Regions from separate parts of the Capsicum annuum genome. Here region 1 is linked to region 2. Evidence: chromatin contacts called from public Hi-C data. All regions are on one chromosome and are shown on one strand. The core of a region is the stretch at or near the end of the contact, and the rest is flanking DNA. Distances in the headings are between cores, read along the strand shown. Region 1 has its middle 10 kb from the start of LOC107864053. Region 2 holds the start of LOC107864054 (sucrose synthase 2).

Evidence for each region. A called contact is a pair of places that touch in the nucleus more often than the background predicts.
Region 1: a Hi-C map of placenta shows a contact between it and region 2, with 2.2 times the contacts expected there. The contact joins the enhancer-like site here to the promoter of LOC107864054 in region 2. A contact is called at or near these places in 3 of 5 Hi-C or Micro-C datasets (leaf and placenta).

What each region holds. Positions count from the first base shown.
Region 1 is chr3:27,537,769-27,543,341 of UCD10Xv1.1, forward strand. No RefSeq gene overlaps it. Among protein-coding and RNA genes, the nearest start is that of LOC107864053, 10 kb to the left of the region's middle. Within about 2 kb of position 3,088, at least 5 of the 5 cell types and tissues checked have an H3K27ac peak or open chromatin away from gene starts, as enhancers often do. A contact at or near this core is called in leaf, where this site is marked.
Region 2 is chr3:27,473,757-27,479,596 of UCD10Xv1.1, forward strand. It overlaps LOC107864054 (sucrose synthase 2), which reads left to right and starts at 3,575. Exons shown (of 15, transcript XM_016710308.2): 1 at 3,575-4,269; 2 at 4,935-5,067. The coding sequence starts at 4,172.

The DNA.
Region 1 (5,573 bases), core at 1,838-4,337, 64 kb after region 2:
AAACACTACAAAGAAATTTCGGCAAATTAAAAAAAAAATCTAAAGAGTTTGTGAGGTAGATAAAAACATTTGACGGATGATTAATGTGTAGAAAAGGGGTAGGTTTAATTATATGTGATGTGTCAATTAAAAAGTGATGTAAAAAATATGATTTCTAAAACAAAAGGTTGAAAATTTTTAGCAAAATAATTAATGGCAACAAGGGTATATATGACCAAAAATTTGACAATGGGGGTATATATGACCCAAAACTTGGCAACAGAGATATATATACGGTCCAAGACTTTGACTGCAAGGTCATCGATGAGCTAAACTTTTAATGGAGGATATATTTGAACATTTTTCCAAGTTTAAGGGCATATTTGACCCTTTTCCCTTATTAAAAAGATAGAATAAAAGGTAAAATAAAATTATTAAATAATAAGTAAAGACAAAACGAGGAAAAGAATAATGTAAGGACACGATCGCACCAGAATAAGTGTTACACAAAATGAAAATTTTCAACGTTACTTAACGATACAATATAATAAAATTTAAAAAACAATTAAAATAAATATTGTATCTAAACTAACAACATAGCACACGACACAATATAATATGTGAAAATAGTATATTTGTCCATAACTGTTATGCAGTGATCAGTAAAATTGATAAAATTACAGATAATCAAATCCAAATTACAACGGAAGCAACAGTATAAAATTGATAAAATTACAGATAATCAAATCCAAATTACAACGGAAGTAACAGTACTAGATGATTTTTTTCTTATTTATTTTATTTTTAATGAGTAAAATTATCATTAAAAAAAGATGTATACCATATAAAATAATGGTCAAATCCATCAATAAGACCTCAAACTTGTCCCTACAATTCACTTAGACCCCTAAACTAAGACTTGTACCTATCAAACCCTTAAACCCCCTTAATTTTATTTTGACTGGGCATTTTTTACACAATCAACGAAATGTATATAAAGAGTGTGTTACACTCGTGTGACATCGCAAAAATGTCCGATAAAAAAAATACGTGGCAAAAAAAATATATGTAGAATTGTTGTTTTTTTTTTTCTACTCAATTCCCTATCTAATATACTTTTTTTATTTTTTTTTTTTTTTAAAATCCACCCCCCCCCCCCAATCGTCATCTTCTTCACCCCACCCCACCCCCCTCCATCGTCTTTCATTTTCTTCACCCCACACCACCTCCTCCGCCGTCTTCCCTCACACACATATACATCACCTTTACCACACCCTCCCCCACCCCACCCCCATCGTCTTCACACATACGGTTATTGTCTTCACCCCCACCCCCCACCCCGTCGTCTTCATCCCCTTCCCTCTTTGTCTTCACATACAACTTCATTTTTATTTTTTTTCTTCATTTTTTCCGATGATCAGACTAAGACAATAAATTAAAAATTAAATTATATTCTTCATTGTCAAATACCATTGAAATTTCAAGAAGTAATATTTTAGCCACTATATTAATAATTCAAAATATTTTAACAAGATTTGGACAGCAACAAAAACATCGAGTTTGGAATTTTTGCCAGTAGAGATTTTAAATCGAATTCAGTCATGGACACAAGTTATTTTATTTTGAATTGAAGAAATTCAGCCACGGACTCATGTGGTTTTCATGAAAATAAAGGCAAATATATCACTCTTCAAGTTTACTTTGGGGTTTTCAATTGAATGAGAAACTTTTAATTTCACCATCGTAATTGTTTTTGTCAAGGATGAAGGCATTACTGTAATGGAACCTTGAAGCTCAAATGAACAAATTTAAGTTTAAGGAAAAAAAAAATGAAGAAGATGAAGTTGGAGAAAAAAATGAGTTTTTTCTTTTGTTTCTTTTAATTTTGTTTCATTAATAATTTTTGGGGGCTTACAGTGCCACTTGGCACCATTTTATTCGAGATTTAGTTAAAAAAATACTTCTCATGCGCCTCCCGCAAGTGCTTGACACGCAGTGTGTCATGTAGGTAAAAAATGTTCAATTGAAACAAAATTCAGGGATTTAGGGGTCTGATAGGTACAAGTCTTAGTTTAGGGGTCTAACTGAATTTTCGGAACAAGTTTTAGGTCCTATCGATGAGTTTGGCCTAAAATAATTGAGGCGGAACCTATCGACAAATACCTAAAATTTGCACTATCTTTAACTTTGCCTCCTATACTACATGTTGTTTATTTTTGGTACCTCAACTAGTAGCCAAGTGTTATTTTGACACTTTTTGTTGAGTCATCATGGCGCGTGTGCTACACACATTTTGAGCGTGTCTGAGGGGTATTTTTCTATTTTTTTCATCTTTCTTTCTCCTTCTGCCTCACTCTTTCTCTCATGGCTTTTCACTATTTTTTTTATCTTTCTTTTTCCTTTCCCCCCACTCTTAATATCAATAACTTTTCACCATTTTTTACCTTCTGTTAGAGAAACATGAAAAATTCTTCATAAAACTCATAAAAACGAGAACAACACTAAAAAAAAGTCAATCAACCAAATTGCATTACTCCATATGTAACAAGACAACCAACCAAATTGCATTACTTGAAGGCAATGGTGATCATTTCAGCTGGTGAAATTCACATTACTAATGAAATTCTCTCTCACACACACTTGTATTATTGTTGGAATTCTCACACACACACTTCGAAATAGGCCAAAAATTATCATTACTTGAAAATTTGAATTTGGGTTAAAAAATTAATTCCATCAATGGATGATGGTGATAATGATTTCAGCTAATTTATGGTGTGTATCTCTCAATTTGATTAAAAAAATTATTTTTTCAACTATATTTTGCCTCAATTTGATTAAAGAATTCATTTTTGTACACTTGGATCATCACAAAGAGAAAAAAAAAGTGTATGTCTGTATGGGCACACTATCTAAGGATAATTTTGGGGGTATTGCAGAAAATAATTTCGGAATTGGATCGGTTAGGGTGGGGTAGGGTGGGGGGGATCGATATTGCAACATAATAATTTTGAAGAGGATTGAATTTGTGGGGTGGGGTGGGGTGGGTGGGTGGGAGAGGGAGAGGGCAAGGAGTATTGAATAAGATGATCTGTGGGGGGTTGGGATGGAGGTATTGCAAAGACTAATTTGGGGGTGGGGTATTGAGAAGATAACCTTAGGGTGGGGTGGGGGTATGTATTAATTATTTTTTTCTTAATTTAAATTAATTATTTAATTTTTTTTTTTTTTGAGAAAATGACACATGTTATCATATAATTCGTCATTTTACACGTTATCGACGGGTGTAATACACTCACATTATATATGTTTGTTGATTCAACAAAAAGTGTTAAAATGACACACTTAGATACTAGTTGAGGTACCAAAAATGAGAACGTCTAATTTAACTGTTAAAGTAAAAGATCGTGCAAACTTTAGGTATGTGTCGATGGATTATGCCGAAAATATTTAGGAATCGTTTGATAGAGCGTATTGGAATGTTAATGCATGCATTAATTTAACGTGTATTAGTAATGCCTTGTTTGGTATATCTTTTTACATTAGTTATACACTCTATTATTTATTGAGGTGTGTATTATTAATACCTCAAAATTCATGGCATTAGCAATACAATGGATCTAATGTATGCATTAACATGCTTAAAGACACTATTACCTTCTCAAAAAAAAATTCGCATTCTTTCCAACATATATATTGAAGGTATTATGTAAAAAAATTTAATATTTTAGAAATTATATAATTTATATTATTTTTAATACATTAAACTAAACGTTACATAATAAAAATACAAATATAGTTAATACAAGTATAATTAATATAAATATTATTATTATATTATATTTTATATTATTCTTATACATTCTATCAAACGAACCCTTAATGAGGTGGTGGAATGATCCTTTGTTGTAAGAGGAAGGAGTAGTCAATAGTCTGACAGGTAAAAAGATGCGGAAGAATGAAAAGCAGCGCAATGGACGCTGCGGATTGGCTGAGAAGTGCCCATTATTAAATACTACCAACAACATCATCCACAATGTTCCAGTACATTAAAATAAGGCCACTACTTGGAGTAGGGAGGTGGGCCAATGACAGATCCAACATATAGGGATATGAGTGTTTGAGAGGTTTAAACAAATATATCATCAATAATATTTTAAGATTTCATCTAAAAAATTAAAATAGTAACTATCTTTTTTATTTTAAGAGCGCTTTTCTAAATTATGTATTAATTTTTATGTATCCTCTAGGGTGGGGATATAATAGAGTACTCTCTTCATTTTAATTTATAAGAATGTTACTTTTTGAGTTTAGAAATAATTTAATTTTGAATTTTTTTTTGATTTAATGAATTATTTTATAGCCTTATAAATATTTAAAAATATATTTTAATCCGCAAGTGTAAATTTTTTTTTTTTTTTAAATTTTATGTCAAGTTTAAAAAACAAATAAACTATTTAGTAGCTTTGCGACTTGCACAAGTATTTACTGCTACTTATCTTAGATCATAAACTTTAAAAATTAATGTTAAATCTCATATCCAGTTAAACACAACCACGTTAATCTCACAAGGAACTAGTTAATACAAAACTATAAGGGAAAGAGAGCCATGAAAAATGTAAATTGTAGTCAGGAAAAAGCAAAAATAAGGCCTATAGGGGTCCAGAGGAGAAGTTAGAACTTAGAAGCATGTTTGTCATATGAGCATGTGCTTCTTCTGAGTATACTGATCTCTTTACACATGCTAAAAGCTCCATTTCATGTGCAGTTTCTCATAAAAGTCTACTTTATCCTCTCTCTTTTCCTTCTCTCATTGGATTTATTTTCCTGCAAACTTGTCAAAGTTACTATTCAAAGAGAGGGTATGGCCTCAAGATTGAAAAGTTAGCATCATGGACAACCTCATCACTAACTATATATTCCTATCAATAATACAGTCGTGACGGAGTGATATGTACCTTAGTTAGAGATATCGTGTTGGAGTTTCGATAACTACATCATTACTTTTATTAGAGATATTCTTAGTTAGAGATATCGTGTTGGAGTTTCGATAACTACATCATTACTTTTTTTAGAGAATGCTTAATCCGCGATATGACACTTCCCGGCACATGAGATTGGTATTTAAAGTTCCTATTGAAAGAAAGGGTATAGCCTCAAGATTGAAAAGTTAGCATCATGGACAAACTAATCACTAACTATATCCCTATCAATAATATAGCCGTGGTGGAGTGGTAGATACTTTTTTATTCTTAACTAGAGCTATCGTGTTTGAGTTACGTTAGGTACAAAATTACCTTCATTAGAGTGCATGTTATATGAAATCTTTTTGCGCGAATCTGAATTTAATTGGATTTCAATGTGATATCGAATACCAGAAAAAAAAGTAAAAAAGATATTTATATCAATAATAGGAGAAGAATAAGGAGGGCATATTAATTCCCTTCGTGGGGTGCATCTGTAACAACTAATAAGGGGGGCATGGGCATGTGGTGCTTGCCATTATATTCAACTCATCATTCAATTCTATCTTTACATACTTTTTCATGTTGCATTACATCCCTTTGGAGTTGGCATGCAATATTCTTTGAACC
Region 2 (5,840 bases), core at 2,325-4,824:
TTTCAGAATAATTTTAATCCTTACTTTTCAGAATAATTTTGATGGAGCTTATTTTTCTTTTGGCAGAGAAAGCAACACTTTTATAACACAGGAAATAAACAGTTATGTTTTCACATTCCATCGTAATTTATGGATATAATACTTATCCCACTAACAATAGTTATCCACTAACAGTTAGTAATTATCTCACTAACAGTCAGTAATTATTTCACTAACAAAATAGTCAGTAGCTTTAATCTAATAGGTAATTTACCTATACAGATTTAGAATTTAACTTATTCAATTATTATTAAATCAAAAATAAATTAATTACATGGATGATAAAAACTTACAACATAAGCACACAAATTAATCCAAACTCTCAGGATTAAGGATAACGAAAGAATGGCTGCTACACGTCTAGTTTGTTTAGCACAACACTAAAATATTACGCCCTCTCCCTTTGTCTATTTTTTGTGTCGTTCATGTTCATTTATTTTTTATCTATCCAAAAAAAAAAAAAATTTCTTTATTTGACAACTATTTATACAACAACAAATTTAGTATATTTCCACAAAGTGAGGTTTGAGGAGAATAAAATGTACGTAGTCCATACCGCTACCTTCAAAGAAGTAAAGAGGCTATTTCCAATAGACTCCCGGTTCCAGGTAGTGAATAGTAACTAAAACGTAGTGAAGCATGATGGATAACATAACATAAAAAAGAATAAGACATACTAAAATAAAAATAAAATAAAATATAAATTCGAGCAATACTAAATAAAATAAATAGGCGTAATAAATAAGAGATAAGCGATAGGGCATCCAGAATACGACACCCCCTAGTAGTAACAAACATTCACAGATCAGGAACACCTGGGCCCTCCTGACTAGTGGCTCCTACCTACTTGCTACAACTCACGCACTCATCCTAGCCTTCTACCCTTATCCGCAACCTCCACGCCTTCCTATCTAGGGTCATATCCTCGGTAAGCTGCAGCTGCTCCATATCATGTCTAATCACTTCCCTCCAGTACTTCTTCAGCCTACCTCTCCTCCTCCTGAAACCCTCCAACATTATCCTCTCACACCTGCGGATTGAGGCATCCGTATCCCTCCTCATCATATGTCCAAACCATCTCAACCTTTCTTCCCGTATTTTATCCTCCACGGAAGCCATTCCCACCTTCTCTCAGACTGTTTCATTCCTAACTCTATCCCCTCTAGTAAGATCATACATCCAACACAATATTATAAACTTTATAAAATTATTACTTATTTTTTAAATTTTGTGTCCTATGAAAGGCAATCGAGAGAGTATTTTAATTTGCCTAAAATTTCGGGGATGGACACATGTCACGTTACACTTGCCACCATTTTGAGCTGAGACAACGACAGCACATTGAATTCTTTCAAACCACGAAAATCAATACTAGTGGTATTTGTTTGAACAGTAGATAAGGGAAGAAAATATGAAACAATATCTAGAAGCCAAATGGCAATGGTACATCAACATTTGTCAGTCAATTGTCATTGTTTCAATTTCTATAACATGATGCAAACTGCAGAGTCTCAAAACCAATAGCAACAATCAATCCATCCAGTATGATCCTATATGGTGAGATCCGGAGATCAGGATCAAATGTACATAAAATTCCTCTAATTTTTATGAATAAAGAATGAGGTTATTTTCAATAGATTATTAAAAATTTGCTAAACTATTTTACTTTAATATTTTCAGTATTTTCACTTAAGGTAGAATACAAATATCAAATTAGAATCTTAAGAATTGTGTCTAATAAAATTTTATCACATAAAACAGATGAATTACTTGCATAACAATAAGTTCATATTTCATATAACTAAAATTGTTTCCACATGAGATAAAATCTATGCATTTATTTCTTCGTTGTGAAAATAAAATTAAATTTAACTTATGAATACGACATTGCATAATATTTATTTCGGGGCTCGTTTCGTTAGAAAATAAGTTATCTTGAGGTAATTTATTTTGAAATTAATTATTCTTGGATTGTTATTTCATAAAGTAAGATCAAAATAATCTCATAAGATTGAGATAATTAGTCATAGAATAAATTATTCGATAATCTTATTTCAATTAAATATGAGATGAATTCATCTTAAAATCAATTTTGAAACTACTCGTACCAAACGAGCCTTCAGAGTATTAATTTCACTTATTATAACTAATTAAATATAATATAATCTTTTGGATAATTCAACTGGTTACAGAGTCGACATATCACATCCGCACCCATAAATTTGGATAATCCTAAGAGACGTAAATCATTTTTCTAGCCTATGTTTTGGTACTTTGACGCCTATAAAAGTCAATACAAGCTAAATATAATTATATAAAAAGATATCAAATGTGGTATAAAAATTAAAAAAGTACTTAATAAATTAAGAAAATAATTGAGTGCTTTAATTTGTAAACGAAATTTTATAACTTTATACATTAATATATGTATTCAAATCTTTCGAGCACTCATGATTTCTTAATTTTGAATCCGATACTAGATTGGATAGCATTAGCATGGTAGGAGGGGTCTCCATTTTCCTTCCAACATTTCTACTCTTTGTTTACGTATCATGTTTTTTCATCATATGTTCCTCCATTTAAAATAAATAAATAATTTTTTTTTAATTCAGCGTGGAATTTAGAAAAAATAGATAAGATTTTTAAATTTTATGATTTTGAATTAAAATTTTATCAAATATATCAAAATGTCTTTTAATTTTATGATCTCAAATATATTATATGAAAAGTTAAAATTAAAATATTATCAAAAGAAAAAAATCATTCTTTTTAAAACAAAAAGAAAAATAATTCGTTCTTTTTAGGGATACTTCAAAAAAAGTTACTTTTATTTTTCTTTACAAATAAAACTAAATTAATTTTATTCATATTTAAATACCTCTTTGAATTTTTCAAATTTATAAAAATTAATTAGTTTTATTTCTATATTAAAAGATTTAATATTATCAACTATTAGTGTGGGTCCTGTGGGATGGAGCAAACAATCATATCCTTACACGAATGCATCAAACAATCATATTCTTACACTAATGCAGTATTACAATGGGCTGCATGGGTCCCATGGGACGAGGTTTATGACTAGAGTCACTTAGTCCGCATGCGCGTAGATCCGATTTTTTTAATCTATTTTAAAAAAGAATTATTTTTTTTTAATAATATTTTAATTTCAATTATTTACGTGACATATTTAAAGTCACAAAATTAAAGAACATTTTAATACATTTGACACAACTTTAATTTAAGCCCATAAAATTTAAAAGTTTTATTTATTTTCTTAAATTTTATGTAAGTTAAAATAGTTCATTCTTTTTTAAACGAAGAAAGTATCCTATTATGTGTGATTAAAGCTATTTTTATGTATATATAATAAATATTAAATTTCCTTCGATTAATTTGTATGTGTACATTAAAAATTTTAAATCCTTTTTAAGAAAATTTTGATTCTATCACTGCTAATATGAAATAGTAATTTCACATCTGCATGTAATTAGTGTTAATTTTTAAACTATTTATCTCATTATTTGTATTAAATGATGGAATTAGACAATTAGTTGTTGAGTTACCACTGACTAATCCCTGTATCCTGTTCCTAATTGATGTTCTATTAGTTTCTTATATAAAAATGAGATAAGTAGGGATATTTTATAAATTGAAATATCATATGAAATTATTTAAATTCACCCTTAGTATGTACTAATATTCATCTCACTAATTTGATAGTACAAATAATTACAAAATTAGTTAATAGTACTATATATTAGACTATACATGAGATAAAATTAATTTTATATTATTATCCCATCCGAAGTGACTTTTGTCTCCCGCATCCCGCAATACCAAACACCCTTTAGTCTGAAACGGTATAGACAGTAAGCCGCCATCTTTTTCTCTGTTGTGTGTCTTTAATCTGCACACATTTTTCTACTACTGACTAATATACTATTTATTTCAGAATACAGATAATAATATGTACCCATTTTCTCTTATATACTGCTAAGAAACCTCTATATATTTCTACAAGGTCTCATCCTCCTAATTGAACTCATACAATATCATCTTTACATTTCTACAAGGCTGTTCTGTATTTTTTTATTTTTTTATTTTAATTTTTGGTTAGAATTGTTGGTTGAAAATGTCTAATCCCAAGTTCACAAGAGTACCTAGCATGAGGGAGAGAGTTGAGGATACTCTCTCTGCTCATCGTAATCAACTAGTGGCTCTCCTTTCTAGGTACAACATAAATGTTTTGTCTTTGATCATGATAGATCAACTCATAATTTAATTCAACTATTTTCCTTTGTTTTACATGCTCTGGTTAAATTATCTTGGTTTTGATAGAGCATGATTTGGAGTTAGATTATTATTCAGAAAGTCATTTTTTTTGTACAGATAATAACTATTTGAGACACTGTTATGAAATCTAACACGTGATTTGTGTTCCACTTTAATCATTTACTTTTTTTTGAATTATGAGTTCAAGATGTTATATTTTTTGAAATCTTACTGATTTTTTTTTCATGTATATAAGCTCCGTATTAGATGTTGAACTTGTAATTTGTTAGCTACATTCGAGACATCGCACTTTTAATTACTTGATTGATTGATCATATTATGCCTTACACCTGACTCTGATTCTTTTTTTGTGGCCAAAACATATCAAAAGCTTAATTTTGGTTTATTTTGAATGGGTTCAACTAGTATATAAGATGTGAGCTTGGCAAAAATAAGCTTACTACAAATCTTGACCTCGTCTAGTTTATGTTGATCGAATGATTCGGTGATTTATAGCTCAGGATTAATATACTGCTGATTTTTGTTTTTTGGTTTGTTTGTTTGTTTATCCAGTTTTAGTGATTTATCTATGTGTGTGTGTGTGTGTGTTTGTTTCTTTCAAGATACGTAGCACAGGGGAAGGGGATATTGCAACCTCACCACTTAATTGATGAGTTCAACAATGCTGTATGTGATGATACTGCTTGTGTGAAGCTCCAAGAAGGTCCCTTTTGTGAAATCTTGAAAGCTACTCAGGTACATTCACCAATCCAGGCCATTAAACATAAGACAAGTTTTTTTTTTTTTTTTTCTTGTTTTGTTTTCTGTGTTTGTGTTTGTGTGTGTGTCTTTCAAGAAAATTGAGGATGAAATGTAATTGTTGTCTCATGTCTGTTTGTCGCCTTAATGAGAGTGATCTTTTTTTTTCTAAAAAAAACAAACTGGAAATGCACTTAAAAGATCCTTCGTTTATCGATAAAAACTTCTTTATGCGCTCGAGTGTGGTGTAGTGGTCAAGGAAGTGGGTTGAGAGACATAAGGTCTCAGTTTCAAATTATTCCAGCAGAGACAAAACACTAGGAGATTTCTTTCCATATGTTATAGCCTTGAGGGACAGAGTTACTTGGTACCTGTTGCTGGTGGGAGGTGATAGGATGTTGCTGGTGGGAGGTAACAGGCATGGAATTAGTCGAGGTGCCTGCAAGTTAGTACGGACACCCACAGTTATCAATAAAAGAGAACTGTTTTATTATGTATGAAAAGAGCATTTGAAGAGTCTGCCCAAGATATGAAGAAATAAGATGTAAAAGCTGGTGTTCTGCTCAAGATATGAAGAAATAAGATGTAAAAGCTGGTGTTCATTTTCTCTTTTAAGGAATCAGCTATTTGGATTTCTGATATTCCATCTTGTTTCATGTTTTATTACGACTTTGTTTACTGTCCTTTGTCTTGAGCCAGGGGTCTATCGGATACGACCTCTCTACTTCTTCGGAGGTAGTGGTATGGACTGCGTACATTTTACCCTCTCC